4 separate regions of the Mus musculus genome follow, and all the other regions are linked to region 1. The links are chromatin contacts, called in public ChIA-PET and promoter capture Hi-C maps. All regions are on one chromosome and are shown on one strand. Each heading gives the region's core, a stretch centred on a gene start, on an enhancer-like site or on the middle of the called end of the contact. The rest is flanking DNA. Distances are from core to core; before and after follow the strand shown. Region 1 overlaps Mcu (mitochondrial calcium uniporter). Region 2 overlaps Ascc1 (activating signal cointegrator 1 complex subunit 1). Region 3 has its middle 23 kb from the start of Ddit4. Region 4 has its middle 4.2 kb from the start of Gm46226.

The links. Promoter capture Hi-C pulls out the DNA fragments that hold promoters and counts their contacts. ChIA-PET counts read pairs in DNA pulled down with a chosen protein or histone mark.
Region 2: a contact with region 1 is called in a promoter capture Hi-C map of pre-B cells, with 2.1 times the contacts expected there. The contact joins two enhancer-like sites.
Region 3: a contact with region 1 is called in an RNA polymerase II ChIA-PET map of memory CD8 T cells, with 6 read pairs. The contact joins two enhancer-like sites. A contact is called at or near these places in 1 of 484 Hi-C or Micro-C datasets (the G1E-ER4 cell line) and 2 of 115 datasets of contacts at active chromatin or transcription factors (memory CD8 T cells and pancreatic cancer cells).
Region 4: an RNA polymerase II ChIA-PET map of memory CD8 T cells shows a contact between it and region 1, with 16 read pairs. The contact joins two enhancer-like sites. A contact is called at or near these places in 1 of 39 promoter capture datasets (the HPC-7 cell line) and 8 of 115 datasets of contacts at active chromatin or transcription factors (acute myeloid leukemia, bone marrow-derived macrophages, effector CD8 T cells and 3 more).

What each region holds. Positions count from the first base shown.
Region 1 is chr10:59,587,875-59,591,859 of GRCm38.p6, reverse strand. The region is part of intron 1 of Mcu (mitochondrial calcium uniporter); the gene reads left to right. Among named protein-coding and RNA genes, the nearest start is that of Gm40671, 14 kb to the right of the region's middle. Within about 2 kb of position 2,274, at least 137 of the 459 cell types and tissues checked have an H3K27ac peak or open chromatin away from gene starts, as enhancers often do. A contact at or near this core is called in the G1E-ER4 cell line, memory CD8 T cells and pre-B cells, where this site is marked.
Region 2 is chr10:60,007,934-60,011,918 of GRCm38.p6, reverse strand. All of the region lies in intron 3 of Ascc1 (activating signal cointegrator 1 complex subunit 1), which reads right to left. Among named protein-coding and RNA genes, the nearest start is that of Anapc16, 6.8 kb to the right of the region's middle. Within about 2 kb of position 2,203, at least 19 of the 459 cell types and tissues checked have an H3K27ac peak or open chromatin away from gene starts, as enhancers often do. A contact at or near this core is called in pre-B cells, where this site is marked.
Region 3 is chr10:59,973,210-59,977,194 of GRCm38.p6, reverse strand. No RefSeq gene overlaps it. Among named protein-coding and RNA genes, the nearest start is that of Ddit4, 23 kb to the right of the region's middle. Within about 2 kb of position 2,279, at least 196 of the 459 cell types and tissues checked have an H3K27ac peak or open chromatin away from gene starts, as enhancers often do. A contact at or near this core is called in the G1E-ER4 cell line and memory CD8 T cells, where this site is marked.
Region 4 is chr10:59,899,923-59,903,907 of GRCm38.p6, reverse strand. No RefSeq gene overlaps it. Among named protein-coding and RNA genes, the nearest start is that of Gm46226, 4.2 kb to the right of the region's middle. Within about 2 kb of position 1,682, at least 54 of the 459 cell types and tissues checked have an H3K27ac peak or open chromatin away from gene starts, as enhancers often do. A contact at or near this core is called in memory CD8 T cells, where this site is marked.

The DNA of each region.
Region 1 (3,985 bases), core at 1,025-3,524:
TTTTCCATGAGCCACTGCTGCTTTCCCCTCCTCCTCCCTCCTCCTGTGCTGGGGATAACCCCAGGACCTCTCTCCCACCAGGCAGGCATTCCCCCCGTGAGTTACACCAGCCTTAGAGTGTGGTTTCTTAGCAAGCCGATCCCGTAAGAACTTTGTTTCCCATCTTTGCCACTCTGAACACTGTGGTATGCACTTGGCCCATTTCTTTACACATGTTTTCTAATGATGTAACTAGGACACACACACACACACACACACACACACACACACACACACACACACATCACTAAAGAGTTTTTCTAAGGATCTCTTCTGGTTCATATAAGGCCAGAAAATAATTACGCAGGCTTTCTATAGTTATAGGATTTGCAATCTTTGTTTGTTTGTTTGAATTGACACAGGATTTCATGGTAGCCTCAGCTAGCTTTAACTTTGTTGTGCAGTTGAGAATGACCTTGAAGTTCTGGTCCTCCTGCCTCTACCTCCCAAGTGCTGATACTTTGATACTTTGGGGGTGAGCCACCAGACCTGGTTTATGTAGACCTTGGGAACTGAACCTAAGGCTTCATGGATGTTAGGCAGGGTCTTTACCAATCAAGATCCACCTCCAGCCCAGATTTGCTGTACTTTTAAAAGATTCTATCTAAAACATTCTATCATAAAGTGGACCACATTTTGTTTTCAGCACGACTGTGTGATTTTTAGCATAGAATTTCATCGGGGACCTTAGTTTAAATACTTGGAACCAGTGCAAGATTTTAATAGATTAGAAGATAAATGGCGTTGGGAAATTTTACAATTGAGTTTGTAGCTAGGGTTTGAGGAATAAAGGCCATTTTGGTAATGGATTTTTATGTTTAAATTGGATATTTGCTTGGTTGCAAGAGGATTAATTATAAGGATCTTCTCCTCTTGTAGTCTCTCAGCTTGAACAGATAAATATAGAGCGGCAGTGTTTGGAGAGGGAACTGTGTAGAAAATGTGTGGGTAGCTGTTGTAGTTTTGCACAGAAGATAACATCTAGAATAAAGAACAGATGAAAATACTCATTGAGGATTAGTGTTCTTAGAGCATCATCGCATCCAGCCTTCTCCAGGCCTAGCGTGCAGAGCCATTCAGAATCCAGCTCATATGCATGGCGGATGATAGACTCTCCGAGCTCAGCGCCCTTTTCCTTAACAGCCATCTCTCCGCACTTGCCACATCCTTTCCCATTCTTCGGAAGTCACGCATCTCTCTCTCTCTCCACACCCCGACTGCAGACTGTTGTCTTCTCAATCGCCTGCAGATGTGTCATCTTCTTTGTAAACCCTGTGTGACTTCTCTGGCCCAGGTTAGTCCTAATTTTTAGCTTTTGACTCTCATAACACTGATGACGTTGAGTTTCTTTCAACTGGGTCATGGGTATGTGTCTGCATAGTAAAGCACTGTCCTAAGTCCTGGGTTAATGGAGATGAGCGGTGCACACAGCATCCCTGGCTTCACAGTCAGCCACAAATGCAGTAAGTCATAAGGAAGCACCTCATCGTTGAACTGTGTGGGAAAAAGGTGCGAGGGGTGAACCAGAGTTTGTAGTTGCAAACGGCAGGCCCCCCCTGCTTACAGTAAACAGGAAAAAGTGATCTAAAAAGTGTGCTCTGGAGTTCACAGAGAGCTGAGAATCAGTCAGGATCGACGCCAGCGTTCTACCACTGGGCTAAAGTCACTGCAGACCCCACTGCTCTGCGTTCGCACCGGGAACAAGTGTTGGCCCTGCCTTGTCATTACTAAGTGCCACTTGAACCACGAGGACTTCTGCCGCTTTCGCTTTGGGAAGGAGAGCTGGTTTCACTCTGGTCAGCGTGGATTCCATGGCACCACCTCCGTGATGGCATCTGCTTCCTAACCAGAATACCAGAGTGGCAGAACATGGCCATAGAGCTGCCACCCTGTTTGCAAAGAGAGGCTGGGAAAGTCAGCCTTCGATTTCTATCACGGGAGGCAGGCTTTAGAAGATGAGAATTCCTCCCTCCCCCGAAAAAGAGTGTTTAAAAGTCCTAAGCGGTTAAAAACCACGGGGAATTTGGAAGAGTAATTAGAAGATCAGTTTAGATTTGAGTAGTTACAGAAGGGCTGACTGAAGGCTTACCATCCTTTCGAGGACACAGGTAAAGCATATTCCTGCTGAGAGACAAATGAAAAGCCCCTGCCTACAATTTGGGGTAACCGAGGGCGGTCTCGGTGTTATATGGGCTTCCGGTTGAAGGAAGATGTGGTTATGGGTAAGAAGAGGAAGTGTGTGGTGAAGTAACTGGGAGAGACTTTATTTGAACTAAGTCTGAGGTCACTGCTCTTACCCCCTTCCCTCCTCTGAGGTGTACTAGGGATTTTATAAATGAAATCAGTCCTACAAGTTCATTTTGTATTCAGTGTGAGTGTGTGTGTGTGTGTGTGTGTGTGTGTGTGTGTGTGTGTGTGTGTGCATACCTGCCTTGGTGTATATGTGAATACAGGAAAGACACACCTGTATAACTGAAACTCTGTGGGCTCTGAGATGCCATGGGGTGACTAGTGTCATCTGCGCATGGTTCAGGAGACTGGCATGAGGATCTAGCAAAGACAGGAGATATTAGGAAGACAGTGTCTGGTCAGGAGAACGAAGAGATGGGAGAAGGGGATGAAGGGGGATGTCAGTGTCCCATCCTGGTGGACCTTGAGACAATGACTTCTTGATTCTTTGTATCTTGGTAGACCTGAGGATTGTGGTTACAGTTGCTTACAGTATGCCAGGTCTCCCGATGGCTTCAGTGTAGGTACAGCCTGCCGTCTCAAAGGTGAGCTGGTAGTCTTTCCATTTGTACAATGACCTGGGTGTGATGACACATGCCTTTGTTGCAGCGCTGTGGAAGTGGAGGCAGAAGGAGAGAGTTTGAGCCTAGCCTGGAGATATACCTCGGAGACAGATCACGTACCGGGCATCATGCTGTGGTTTGATTCCCCAGCATCGTCACCAAGGACAAAAGAATAATTACATTATATAGTTAAGTGATTAAAAAAATCCCTGCCGTTTTGGTCTTTTTATAAATGAAATCAGTCCTACAAGTTCATTTTGTATTCAGTGTGAGTGTGTGTGTGTGTGTGTGTGTGTGTGTGTGTGTGTGTGTGTGTGTGCATACCTGCCTTGGTGTATATGTGGAGTTCATAAGACACCTGTGGGAGCTGGTTCTCTCCTACCACCATATGGGGCCCATCTTGTCAGGCTTGTCTTGGTGACAAGGGCCTATAATTGCTGAGCTACTACGCCAACCATAATTTGCCTTTGGAAGGCAGAATTTCAACACTGAACAAAGTCGACCCTGCTTCCTGCTAAGTCTTTTCCATTTGTAAAACTTGGCCCCTATAAGGGGAGCACAATCCAGATTTATCTAGTACTCTCCTACCTCAGAATGACATGTGGGCTTTAGATGAGCTAACAGAAGCAAGCGTGGGAGGTTGTACTCCGTTAATCAGCCTTCACACCACTGCTGTTCTGAGTGAGCGGATCCTTGATTGGAAACCTCTCCCATATAATGTGTAGCCGCATCCCTGGTCCCTACCCAGCAGGCTCAGGTAGCATGCTCCTCTCAGCTGTGGCTTTGGGCACTGCCGGATACCATTTCTGTTTGAGAACCATCTCTCGATTTCCCTTTGCCTGTCTTTTAAAACTTATTTGTGGTTTTAGTGCCTGGTGGCCATACCCTGAGAAAGCTATTTTTGTTTTGGTAACAGGTCTTACTGAGTGCTCAGGCTGGCCTTGAACTCTGGGATGAAACGTCTTGCAATCCCAGCCTCTTAGATAGTCAGGACTGTAGGTCATACTCTTCTCTAGGAAACTGGGAAGTCTAAAAATGAGAAGACAAAACTCTATCCACATTCTGTGCATACCATTTAGATGTTTTTAATCTGGCACTGCTTTTGTAAGATCAAATAAGAGAATGTGTCACCCATGCTCACTATGGGTGATATT
Region 2 (3,985 bases), core at 954-3,453, 420 kb before region 1:
TACAACTACAGGCAGAGGGTGAGACTCAGCCTGGTGTGGGCTCTTCAAATCTCAAAGCCCACCCCAGTGACACACCTCCTCCAGCAAGGTCACACCTCCTAATCTGGGAACCAAACATCCAAATCTATGAGCCTACAGGGACCATTCTCACTCAGACCACCACAGAGGGTAAAGAGCTTAGGAATGGGATCAGGAGTTACCATTCAGACAGCTGGAAAGCGCAAAAAGAGCCATGCTCAGGGAGGTCTGGAATCAGTACTAAGAGGCTGAGGCAGGAAGATCAGTAATTCAAGACTAGCCTAGAACATACACGTGCAAGCACAAACACATACACACATACACACACACACACACACACGCACGAGTGTGCACAAGCACACAGATACAGAGTGACAGAGACAAGAGACAGAGAGCCTTGTATCAAAGACAAAAATAAAAAAGGGGGAACAGAAGCAAACATGTGACCTTTGAGTTAAGCACAGTACATATTAGTGTTTTATTTGGGAGATTTCCCCATGGATGTAATACTATACTACAATATTATGTTATTTATCCATTTTATTACTCTGGGTGTTTGTACATCTGCTGAATCACAGCTACCGGAGCAGTCCCCTCGAAGACGGGACAAACCCGTGACAAGCCCGCCATTCCTCTCAGCTCCCACCCACCCATTTCAGCTACTTCCCACCGACTCATTTATACTCCTTGCCTGGGCCTCGAGTATAAATAATACTGACACTCAAGGCTACCTTCTGGAACCTACGGTATTAAAACTGCTAATATGGGCGAAACTACTGGATCCCAGGAGAGATGTTTCAGAGTCTACAAAGCACTGAGACCATCACGGGATGATAAAGTTAATGGAAAGACCTCCCTGTCGTCAACATTATTTCAACTTCTACGATTCCAATTACACACCCAATACTACAGCTGACTATGTCTAAGACTCTTCTTTTAGGGAAGAGTTCAGGAATTTGAACCTGAGGCTTTCCATATACTTGCACGGCCAGAGCTAGCGCCTAGCCCTTAGTCAACTGTCTTTACAGGAATAACAAAGCCTGATCATTGCCACTAAGGTCTACTACAGTAGTCCATTTTTTTTCCAACAGTGAAATGTTTGGCTGGGGATGCAGCTCAGTGGTAGAACACTTATCTGGCAATGTACAAAGAGGCCCAAGGTTTTATCCCAAGCACTGCAAAACCTTGACCCAAATCAGCCCACAGAAACGAAATAGGAAATCTCCCAGCAGGCACATGGTGCACACCTGAGATCTCAGTAGTCAGGAGACTGAGCAGGCAAAACTACAAGTTCTAGCCCAGCCTGGGCGATACCAGAGCTCCTATTAGAAAGGAAAGAGGACAGAGAAAAGAAAGACAGAAAAGGGTGGGGGTTAGGGAGATCTTCTCAGTAAATGTTATGTAGTAATTAAGACTTAGTAGGCTAGACTGAAGAGATGGTTCAGTGGTTAAGAGCACTGACTGCTCTTCCAGAGGTCCTGAGTTCAATTCCCAGTAACCACATGGTGGTTCACAACCATCTGTAATGGGGCCCTCTTCTGGTGTGTAGCCCTGGCTGTCCTAGAACTCACTCTGTAGACCAGGCTGGCCTCAAACTCATAAATCCACCTGCCTCTGCCTCCCAAGTGCTGGGATTAAAGGCGTGCGCCACCACTGCCCAGCTCAAAATAAATAAATCTTTAAAAAAAAAAAGACTCAGTAGGTCAGCATCTAATCTATCATGCATATGTTCATCAGGAATACAAGAACTTACAGTCTACAGAATTCAAAAGGTCACCATCGGAAGTAGGCACCTGAGGAATCTTTACACACCTCAGCCCTAGCACCTCTGTACTTTAAAACAAGTTACACTTTTTTTTTCAGGAAGCTGAAAATGTGTTATCTTGAAATCATGTCCCCTAGGAGGAAATGTCAGCAAAGCCTCGGAAGTGAGCTGCCAGGATTAGCTTTGGTATCCCATTTGGCTGCATTCTGACAGGATTTTATTCACAAGTATTTCAGAATGTCCTCAAGGAGGATGAAAAGGAATTCAAATGCATTCGGTTCCACATTTGCTCCTCTCCCCACCGAGTGACCTAACTCATCTGCTGAAACAGAGAAACAGCACTGACTGACGGGCTTCCTAGACCAGCTGCCTTCCCAGGCAAGCCCAGAAGCTGCTCAGCTGCTGACAGCATTCGCCTAGCAGGTAGTGTGGGGGACAGCGTGAGAGGACGTGTGCAAGCACATGCTGAAGTGACCACAGAGTTCACAGCAATTTAAAATGACGATCCTCAAAAGAGCACATTAGTCCGGATAAGCACTGAGGGTTAACAGAACAGGCAGAGGCCTGCCTCCGAGGCTTCCCTTCTGCGGAGGGGACATGAAGCAGCACGTGGATACATACAGGTACGGACTATGAATAATGCTACTGACCCCAGCAGAGGGCATTATGAAAAAAGCACACAGTGGGGTGGAAAACCCATGATTGGCAGGGATGGCAGGGATCAGAGCCAGCTTCTCCAGGAAGGAAAATTAACTAGGTAAGAAGACTGAGGGCCAGCACACAGCCAAGGCAAAAGGCTCACCACACACATGAACTCAAAGGCTGGAAAAACCACAGAGCATATGAGGAACTGAAAAAAATCAGACCGTGTTCTGACACTAAGCTCAAGGCAAACGAGTAATATAAACTAAAGAGGAAAAAAAGAAAAGGAAGGAAGGAAGGGAGGGAGGGAGGGAGAGAAGGGAGAGAGGGAGGGAAGGGAGGGAAGGGAGGGAAGGGAGGGAAGGGAGGGGAGGGGAAAAGCAGAATCAGCCAAGGCATGCTCACAATTTTGTCCACTGCTTTAGTGAACCACAATTCCATCTGCATTGGAAAAGCACAGAGTTTTTAAAATGTATTATTAGTGTATACATGTGTATACCTAAGTGTCTTCACGTGTGTATGCATATGTGGGTGCCCCTTCCACAGCAGGTTACATGGAGGTCAGAGAAAAGCCCTGTGGTATTGGTTGGTTCCCACCATTCACCTCAACAAGGGTTCCAGGAGGAGGCTCAGGTCGCCAGGCTGTCCTGGTAAGTGCCCCCATCTGCTGAGCCATCTCACCAGCCCCTATAGTCCATTTTAAGCAGAAGGTGTCAAATAATCAGGTCTTCCTTTTTAAAAGATCACTCCAAGCCTGAGGCAAGAGGATCAAGAGTGCAAGAGTTCCATGTCACTCTTTAACTATAAAGCAAGACTATGTGTCATAAATAAAGAAATAAACAAGTGGGAGTCTGGAGGCTGGAGAGACGGCCCAGTGGTCAAAGTCCTGAGAGCTCTTCCAGAGGACCTGGGTTAGATTGCTAGCGTCACATGGTGCCTAATAACCATCTGTAACTCCAGTTCCAGGGAATGCAGTGACTTCTTCCAGCCTGCACAGGCACTTCACACACACAGTACACAGGCAAGCATACAGGCAAAACACCAGACCACATAAAAACAAATCTCAAAAAACAATGCTTTGGAATCATTCTACTTTGGATGTGAGGGCTAAGAAGAGAGCAGAGATCCAGAGAGACCACAGAGGGCTATTTTAAGGCATCCACAGAGGGGCCGACGAGATGACTCAGCGAGTAAGAGCACTTGCTGTTCTTGCACAGGACCCAGGTTCTGTTCCCACGGGCCACATCGGGTGCCTCACAGCTACCTGTTAACTCCAGTTCCAGAGGACTCAGCCAAGTCCTCTATCCTCCTTGGGCACCAGATACACCAGCAGGATTCACACATACATGGAAGCACTCACACATACAAATTAAATAAACATATTTAAAAAGGAATGCATGGAAAAGAAGGGAGTGGCAGTGAAGATAAATGGTAGACTCAAAGAACATTTAAAAGTGAAAGTCAGCAGGATGTGGCAATATACACAAAATGATTACATTAATCTGCAATCAGTCCTCTGACATTTCAGGACACAAAACACTAAACTCTCATCATTAGTAA
Region 3 (3,985 bases), core at 1,030-3,529, 390 kb before region 1:
GTGTGTGTGTGTGTGTGTGTGTGTGTGTGTGTAGCTTGCATGTGAAGGGCAGAAGACAACTTGGAGGATTTAGTTTTCTCCTTGCACCGTGTGTATGCAAGGGATTGAGCTCAAATTGTGAGACTTAGCAACAAGCACCCTTTCCTGCTGTGATATCTTGCCCTCAGCTGTCCTTAAATGAGGCCACGGAAGCTTTGGATGAGAAATTCATACACAATCACCCAGCAAGGTGGAAAACACTAAGAACCACCGACTTTTCTTGCTCAGGGCCTTGGCTGGACTTCTCCAGGAGCTGCTTGCCCGAGGCAGGCAGCTGCTATGCAGGACTCTGAGCCATCTTTGGAGTTCTGCTGGGCCAGCTTGCAAAAGATCATCACAGCTGCCTCCGTTAACTGTTTAGAGATCCCTGTAAAGAGATTCAACTAGGTTTTAGGATGCTGTTGTGGGAGCTGAGGTGGAGATCATCCTGGGACCCTCACTCAAGCACCCAGCCACTCCCCCCAGCCATTTGTTTGCAGTTCTGCCCTACTTGCAGGTGACCTCTGTGTTTCTCCGGAGGGGCTGGAGTACACAGGCTGGGGGGGGGGGGAGATTCTATACTGCTTAGGAAGGCCATCGAGCATGCTGTGTGCAGACCTTCTAGTGATGTGGCCTTAGGGTCACCCAGGATCATGCCTGTAACCCACCTTACCCATGCTCTGTAAGTGACCCTAATACACATTGATTCCCAGGGGGAACCTCAGTGGAATCCAACTGTGTTATTGAGACCTTATGAAGAGGGGGGAAGATTTAATAATACACTACACTTGGGGCGTGTGTGTGTGTGTGTGTGTGTGTGTGTGTGTCCTTCTCTCCCCCAGGAGAAAATTCTCACAACAGCATCCTAAAACCTAGTTGAATCTCTTTACAGGACTGGAGTGAGGACCCACAGAGATTCACATGCAGGCCATAAAGAAGCCAGAAAGGAGCTGGGCGTGGTGGCACATGCCTTTAATCCCAGCACTCCGGAGGCAGAGGCAGGCAGATTTCTGTGTTCGAGGCCAGCCTGGTCTACAGAGTGAGTTCCAGGACAGCCAGGGCTACACAGAGAAACCCTGTCTTGAAAAACAACAACAACAACAACAACAAAAAGAAGCCAGAAATGGGGTGAGGGGGGACTAGAGAGATGGCTCAGCACGGAAGGGCAGGTACGGTTCTTGCAGAGCAATGGGTTGTTTTGGTTCCCAGCACTCACAGGGTGGCTCACAACCATTTGTAGCTCCAGTTTTAGTGGATCCAATATCCTCTTCTGACTTCCACTAGCACCGTATACAAACAGACACTTGGATAAACACTCATCACTCATACACATTATATATGTGTGTGTGTGTATGTGTTATATACATATATATATATATATGTATATTATATATAGTATAATATATATATAAAATATACACACACATAGGTTTTGTTGTGGTTTTTTGTTTTTTGTTTTTTTCCAGACAGGGTTTCTCTGTGTAGCCCTAGCTGTCATGGAACTCACTCTGTAGACCAGGCTGGCCTCAAACTCAGAGATCTGCCTACCTCTGCCTCTTGAGTACTGGGATTAAAGCCACCCCCATCTGGCTTAAAATGTATGTTTAACAGAAGCCAAAAATGGGACTTGGATGATATGGCTTAGCTTGTAGAGTGTTTGACTGGCATGCACAAGACCCTGGGCTCAGCCCCAAGCATGTACTAATAACTGCAGCACTCAGGATGGAAAGATGGAAAGGTAGGAAGGTCAAGTTTTCAAGGTCACCTTCAGCTATGTAACAAGTTCAAGGCCAGCCTCACAAAATGAAGAAGTAACAAGTGCAACCTGTCACAGCTCTGTTCCTGTCCTGTGGCGTACACACACACACACACACACACACACACACACACACACGCATGCACACGCACACACACGCGCACACACACCGGCACAGTTAGCAAGCACTTCTTTGGAGCTTGCTGGGCTCTCTTGTGTTCATCCTTGGGTCCAGAAGGCCAGTGCGTAGCCATATGTTTGAAGAAGTCACTAAGAAAACACCAGAATAAGTGGCAGAGGTTTCAGAGCTGTGCTTCTGTGACCCAACAAACTCACATAGCCAGCTGTTATGGCTCATGGCTGTCAGAACAGTGCTGGGGGAGACAGCGACACATCATTATCACCATGGGTTATAGCAGCTCGTCCAGGCCCCTAGAGACACTGCCTCAAAGAAGTGAACAGACACAGAGGCAAACAGTAAGACTGAACATAGCATCTGGGGGGTGAGGGACACCAGACCACAAACCAAGATAGCAGGCTGCAGGAAAGGAAGTTCACCTTGTCCTTCCCTGTCCCAGGCCTGCTGGTTTTGCAGACATTTGCTGTTCTTTTGGTGTTTTGTTTTTTCTTAATTCAGTAAAAATAGCACTATGGGACAACATATCATAGCATTTGTGGAAATAAAAACTAGGAACCACATCACAGGGTGTTCTGATGCAAACGTGGCCCCAGCTCCCCAGGGTGACCTATGCTGCAAAGGTGGCTGTCCTCACTGGTCTCAGGTGGGGCCTGGCCTTGGGGAGGAAGGGAGGAGGAGGCACAGAGCCATCAGCTGTTTCCCCTCACCAAAGCTAGAAGCGCGGCTTTGTCTGAGCCTGCCTCCTGCACTATAAAAAGTTTCCGCCACAAAGGTCCATTCAGGAAACCAAGGTTAGAGACCCTGGGCTTCCTGACTTGATTGCTCTCCTGGGGCCTGGGACCAGCTCAGAAGGGTGGGGTGTGTGGGCTTTGCAGGTTACAGGATGTGAAAGTGAGGACCGAGGTTAAGGGAGAGAATAAAAGGCCAAGAGTAGAACACACCCAGCAGAGGCCATGTGCGGTTCTCTTCTTCAGGGTTTCCTGTGGGTGAGCTGAGAACATTGTGTTCTGGCTCTGAACTTACCCTGCGGGGGCTGCTCCCCTCTCAGCCTCTGGGTCCTAGTGCCTGACCTCACAGGCCTTGGCTTCCCTACAGTGTTGTCTCTCCTACCTCTGGCTGCTATAGTGTGGTCCCCAGCCACCTCCATAGATTCTCCCAGGGTTCTTGGTGTCGCACATAACAAAACATCCTTGAAGTTCAGGAAATAACTAGCCAGCATCTCTATGTTTTCCTGTCTTCTGGATGCTGGGAGCTAATGTTAAACCATCATGGTAATGAACCTTTGACCGCCAAGTTCTCCAGAGATACTTGGGAATACAAGCCTTCTGAGTGGGGTGGTGTTTGTTTATTTGTGTATTTGATTTTTCTGCCACGGCAGTGCTTACAGATAGAATGCAAGGCCTTACCCGGCCTGCCAGTAGGTGCTTTCTTTCTCTCTCTCTTTTTTTTATTGCATCTAGTTAGTGTGTGTTTATGTGCACACCATTGGTGTGCATGGAGAGGACAGAGGACCACTGTGGGAGTCTCTTTTCTCTTTCCCACCATGGATTCCAGGGCTCCAGGGATGACTGTAGTCATCAGGTGTCCTCTGACAGTCTCCTTACTCCCGAGATGGAGTCTCTCTGTGTTGTGGGTGTGTCCCACTCCCCAATTCTAGGCTGCAGGTCAGCCTGCCCAGGGATGCCATTGCTTCTGGTCCACCTTACCAGCACTGCGGTGCACAGGACCACGCTTCACTTTCTTCCTGGATGCCAGGGATCTGAGCTCAGCAAGCGCCCTTCCCCACTGAGCCCATCTCCAGGCCCTAGTTAGTTGTAGCACTTTGTTTGTTTAGAGATTTTTTTTTAATTGCATGAATGTTTGACTTGTGTGTGTGTTTATTGATTTTTTTTTTTTTGACACCCAATTTCTCGTGCCCCTTGCTGACTCCAAATGGAGCATGAAGCTGAGGGGGACCTTGAACTTCTGATCCTCCCGCCTGCATTTTCCAAGTGCTGGGGGCACAGGTGTGTGCCAGCACGACTGCTCTGTGTGCTACTGGGGATTGAACTCAAGGCCTCCTGCATAGAAGG
Region 4 (3,985 bases), core at 433-2,932, 310 kb before region 1:
GGCTGGGGCACATGGCCCAGCTCAGGTTCTCCTGGTCTGTCCCTAGGAAGATGACACCTGCAGGTACCCATCATGCAAAGTCAGGGTAGGAAATGCTGGCAGAGGGAAGGAGGAAGGAAGGAGGGAAGCTGTCCTCATCCTGATGGGAGGCTTGTCACTCAGGCATTGGTCAGCCTGGGGCAAGCCAAGTAGCATGGTTGGAGCAGGAGGGGAGGCCTGGTCTCAGATCAGACCCAGTATAACCCAATGCGCAGGTCACCCAGGGTCCCAGAGGGCTAGGCACATGCACTGACATCAACAGCTCCCTGGAGTGACATCCAGTCTTCAAGCTATGCTCCTGGGTTCTCAGGACACAGAATGAGAAGCTGTAAGAAGTCAGGGGGGTCCCCTCCCCTCCCCTATTTCTTCCACCATAATCCCTGCTCACTCGCTGTCCCAACCTTTCCCATGTCCCTCCCAGCCGCCTTCCTAGCTGGAAACAGAGCTAAGTCAACAACAGTTCCTCGAATTGTGTTTCAGCTCAGGCTGCGGCAGCCCAGGCAGCCAGGCTCTGGAGCTATTAATATTGGCAGATGTAGCTCATGCTATTTGATCCCGTGGGCTGTGATCCCACCAGGTTCAGCAATGAGCTAGCGAAGGCAGAGCTCAGGGTCCTGAAGACTCGTGACCCTTGGGGTTTTGGGGTCCTGCACTGAGTCATGCTAGTGTCCAGGAACTTGAACACCTGCAAACTTGGTGGCTGACAGAGGTTGGCAGGCTAGATGATAAATGGGGAGGCCTGTGGGAGAATGATGGCAGTCATTATGATGAATTTTACAAACACTACCAGCGGCGAGTGAGTGTTTTCTGTTCCTGCTGGGACTGGACCTTGGTATCCATGTGGTCTTTTACACATTGCTTCAGATCCCACCCCCACCCCCCAGCCTCCCTCGCAGAGACAGGTCCGCAGCCTTCCGGGAGGGCCCCGTGCCTTGGAGGCTGACCCTCTTACAGAACACATCTGCTACCTGGGTGGCTCTTGCAGTGCTGGTGGTAGCTCTCCGTTGTGGCTAAGGACAGTTTGGGGTCTAGGATGTCAATGTTAGAACACAGGGCCATGGCTGGTCGCCAGTAGGTGGCAATGATGCCAGAGGTAACCTGGAGGCTACTGGCCAGGATAGCACTGGGGAAGCCGAGAACAGAACTGTTTCTGATTCCAGACATGGGTGGTGCCGCCTGGCACAGGCTGAGGGCAGGAGACAGTGGCTGCTCCCTGGCCATTCTCAAACTGACTCCTGGTTCTGAGTTCTCTTAGGGAGAGGAACTGGGGACATTTTCAGTAGGATTCTGCTTCCCTCAGGAGGTGGGGCAATGGAGAAAGACCCTCCTTGCTAGTCGTGAGGCCTACTATCTGGTGGGTCTTTTGCCTTAGACACACCCTGGTCTGAATTTGTGGCTGCAAAGTGGCCCACAGGTGCTCTGCAAAGGAGATGGTAAGTCAGACAGCTGTCTCTGCCCAGGGGTCCCTTCTGTCCTCCCCCACTGTGGAGTCACACAGCTGGTGTGTGTGATGTGTGTGTGTGTGTGGAACAGAAAGGGTGACACACAGCGCAAGCACCCGCCAAGCCAAAGGAGGCAGACACTGCTAGGCCACTGTGCAGACACGGCTGAAGGTTGGGGCCCAGGCACTGAAGGCTGGAGAGGAGAGAATCTGTGCATGTCTCAGCATCCGGGTGGGCGTTCAACACTGCAGGTGGAGGAAGGGCAGCCCCAAGCTGCAAACAGCAGGAGGTGGGCCAGAGGCAGAGAAGGCTTCGAGGCTTCAGTGTGCATGCCAGGGCATGCTGTCTGCGTGGAGCCAGGACAGCATCACTAGGAGTGACATGGTCAGGGCAATTTGGGTGATGTCACTATGGAGGAAGAAGGCCTGGCTGACACACTCAGCATCCCATAGGTTTAAGTTGCTGTCTCTTGTGCTTCCTCATCCAAAAGAAAGGTGCACAATAAGATAGGATACTGGAACAGCCAACCCGAGTCCCCTAAAGTCCCAAGCTTGATCCTTGCCCTTTTTGGGGTCAACCACACTGAGGCATCTCTCCCAAGGAAAGCCTACCCAGTGTCTGAGCTAAGACAGCCAATCCAGACCTTCCTAGGGACTTCATTTAGATCAACTCAGAAGGGCTGGGTGGGCAAGGTGTGGCACCAGACCTTGGTGGGGTTGCCTGGCTGAGTAAACCTACACAGCTGCCTGCTGCCTCTGACTGGCCTGTATGCTGGGCCTTATTTCCTGCCCAACTGGCTAAGGAGGTGACAGTAGGCCTGAGCCCTGGCTTTGGGGAACATATTATGACTGGAGTTTGGGTAAATGATATCCCAGTCTCCCCACGTTCCATATAGCTTCTCTTTTGCCTTACAGAACCACTCCTAGACCCTGGCCAGGAAAGGCACCAAGGGTGGCTGAGATGTTTCTGGGATGACATAGGGGACAGGCAGGAGGAGGTATGCGCAGGTTTGTTTGTTTGTTTTTTTTTTTTTGTATTAGTGACGTTTCTCTCTGCCCAAGACTATTGCGAATGACTGGTGTGATAATTACAGGCAGCCATCTGGCCTACATGCTGCCCCGTGCTTTCCTGCCCCTCTTCATCTTCAGGCCTCTGTCACACTGCTCCCTCTGGCTGGAATCTCCGCACCAAGAGAGTGCCAACCAGACACACTCCCCCCTCCCCCACTTCCTCAAGAGCACCGGCTCCTCTGTCATCTCTGTGGTTACAGGGTCTAGAATAGGACTTGACATCAGTGTCAGGTAATCTTTGTTGACAGGACAAATGGCGCTTGGATGGAGCTTGCTGTGACCAGACACTGTGTGAAGCACTTCTTGGGAGCTGACTCCTATCCAACATGACCATCCAATAAGCCCAGTGTCTGTGCCCCACTCATTGTGTACATGAGGCTGAGTGACATGCCTGAGGTTACCCAGCCACTGCATATGAAGGCAGTCTTGAGTGGGAAGCAGCTGGAGTCCACAGCAACACTAATAACTTTTATAAATGCTGCTTCTGGGGCTGATTCCAATGGAGGGACACAGTCCTGAACGGCAGGTGGACACCCACGTCATGTCCAGGAGAGACACCCACCCGTTTTGACTGCTCATCCCTGCTGATACCCATTTTCCAAGTGTGGCCTGGAGTAGTGGTTCATGCCTAACCCTGGGATGCTGAAGGTACAGGCAGGAGGATCAGGAGTTCAAGGCCAGCCTTTGGTACACAGCAAGTCTGAGACAAGCCTGACCTAATGAAACCGTCTCAAAAACAAAGAAGAAAGTCAAAATCCTTAGAATGACCAAGACAGCAGATACACGGTTTCTACCTGTAATTTCTGGTACTTGGGAGGCAGAGACAAGAGGCTCACTATTGTAAACTGAAAGCCAGCCTGACCTACATAATGAGTCCCAGGCCAGCCAAGCCTATATAGTGAGGCTATCTCACACACCTCAAACCAAACCAAACCAAACCAAACCCAACCCAACCCAACCCACATGGTCACGTCCAACACAGTAAAATCTGACCTCAGTGAATGTCTGCAGAATGATCATTTTGCTAGACTCCAAACATGCAAACACACAGCTTCCAGAAGACCCTTGCTTGGGCCTCCTGCCTTCTGGCAAGTTTGTTCCCAGCTCTGGGAAAGGGCTGACTTCACAGCCAGACGGCGTGAGGTCTGACAGGGAATTCTGAGCTGCTCCTGAACCCGTGTCAAAGGTTGGCACTATGCACACCTGGCCCAGACAGCTGGGTGACGTGACTGTCTGGCAAAAATCCGGCCAGGTGCATGTTCCTGGTCCCATGGTGCCCCTTCTGCTCCAGACCAGAGCAGGGCAGGTCAAGGAGATAGCAGGTAGGTCCCTGAGGCCCAGACGGGCTTCTCTTGCCACCTGACAGTTGGAGGGGCATTCTGCTCAAAGCTTCTTTTCTGTTGCAGATGGATGACGTCCCTCTCTTTCTGGCTC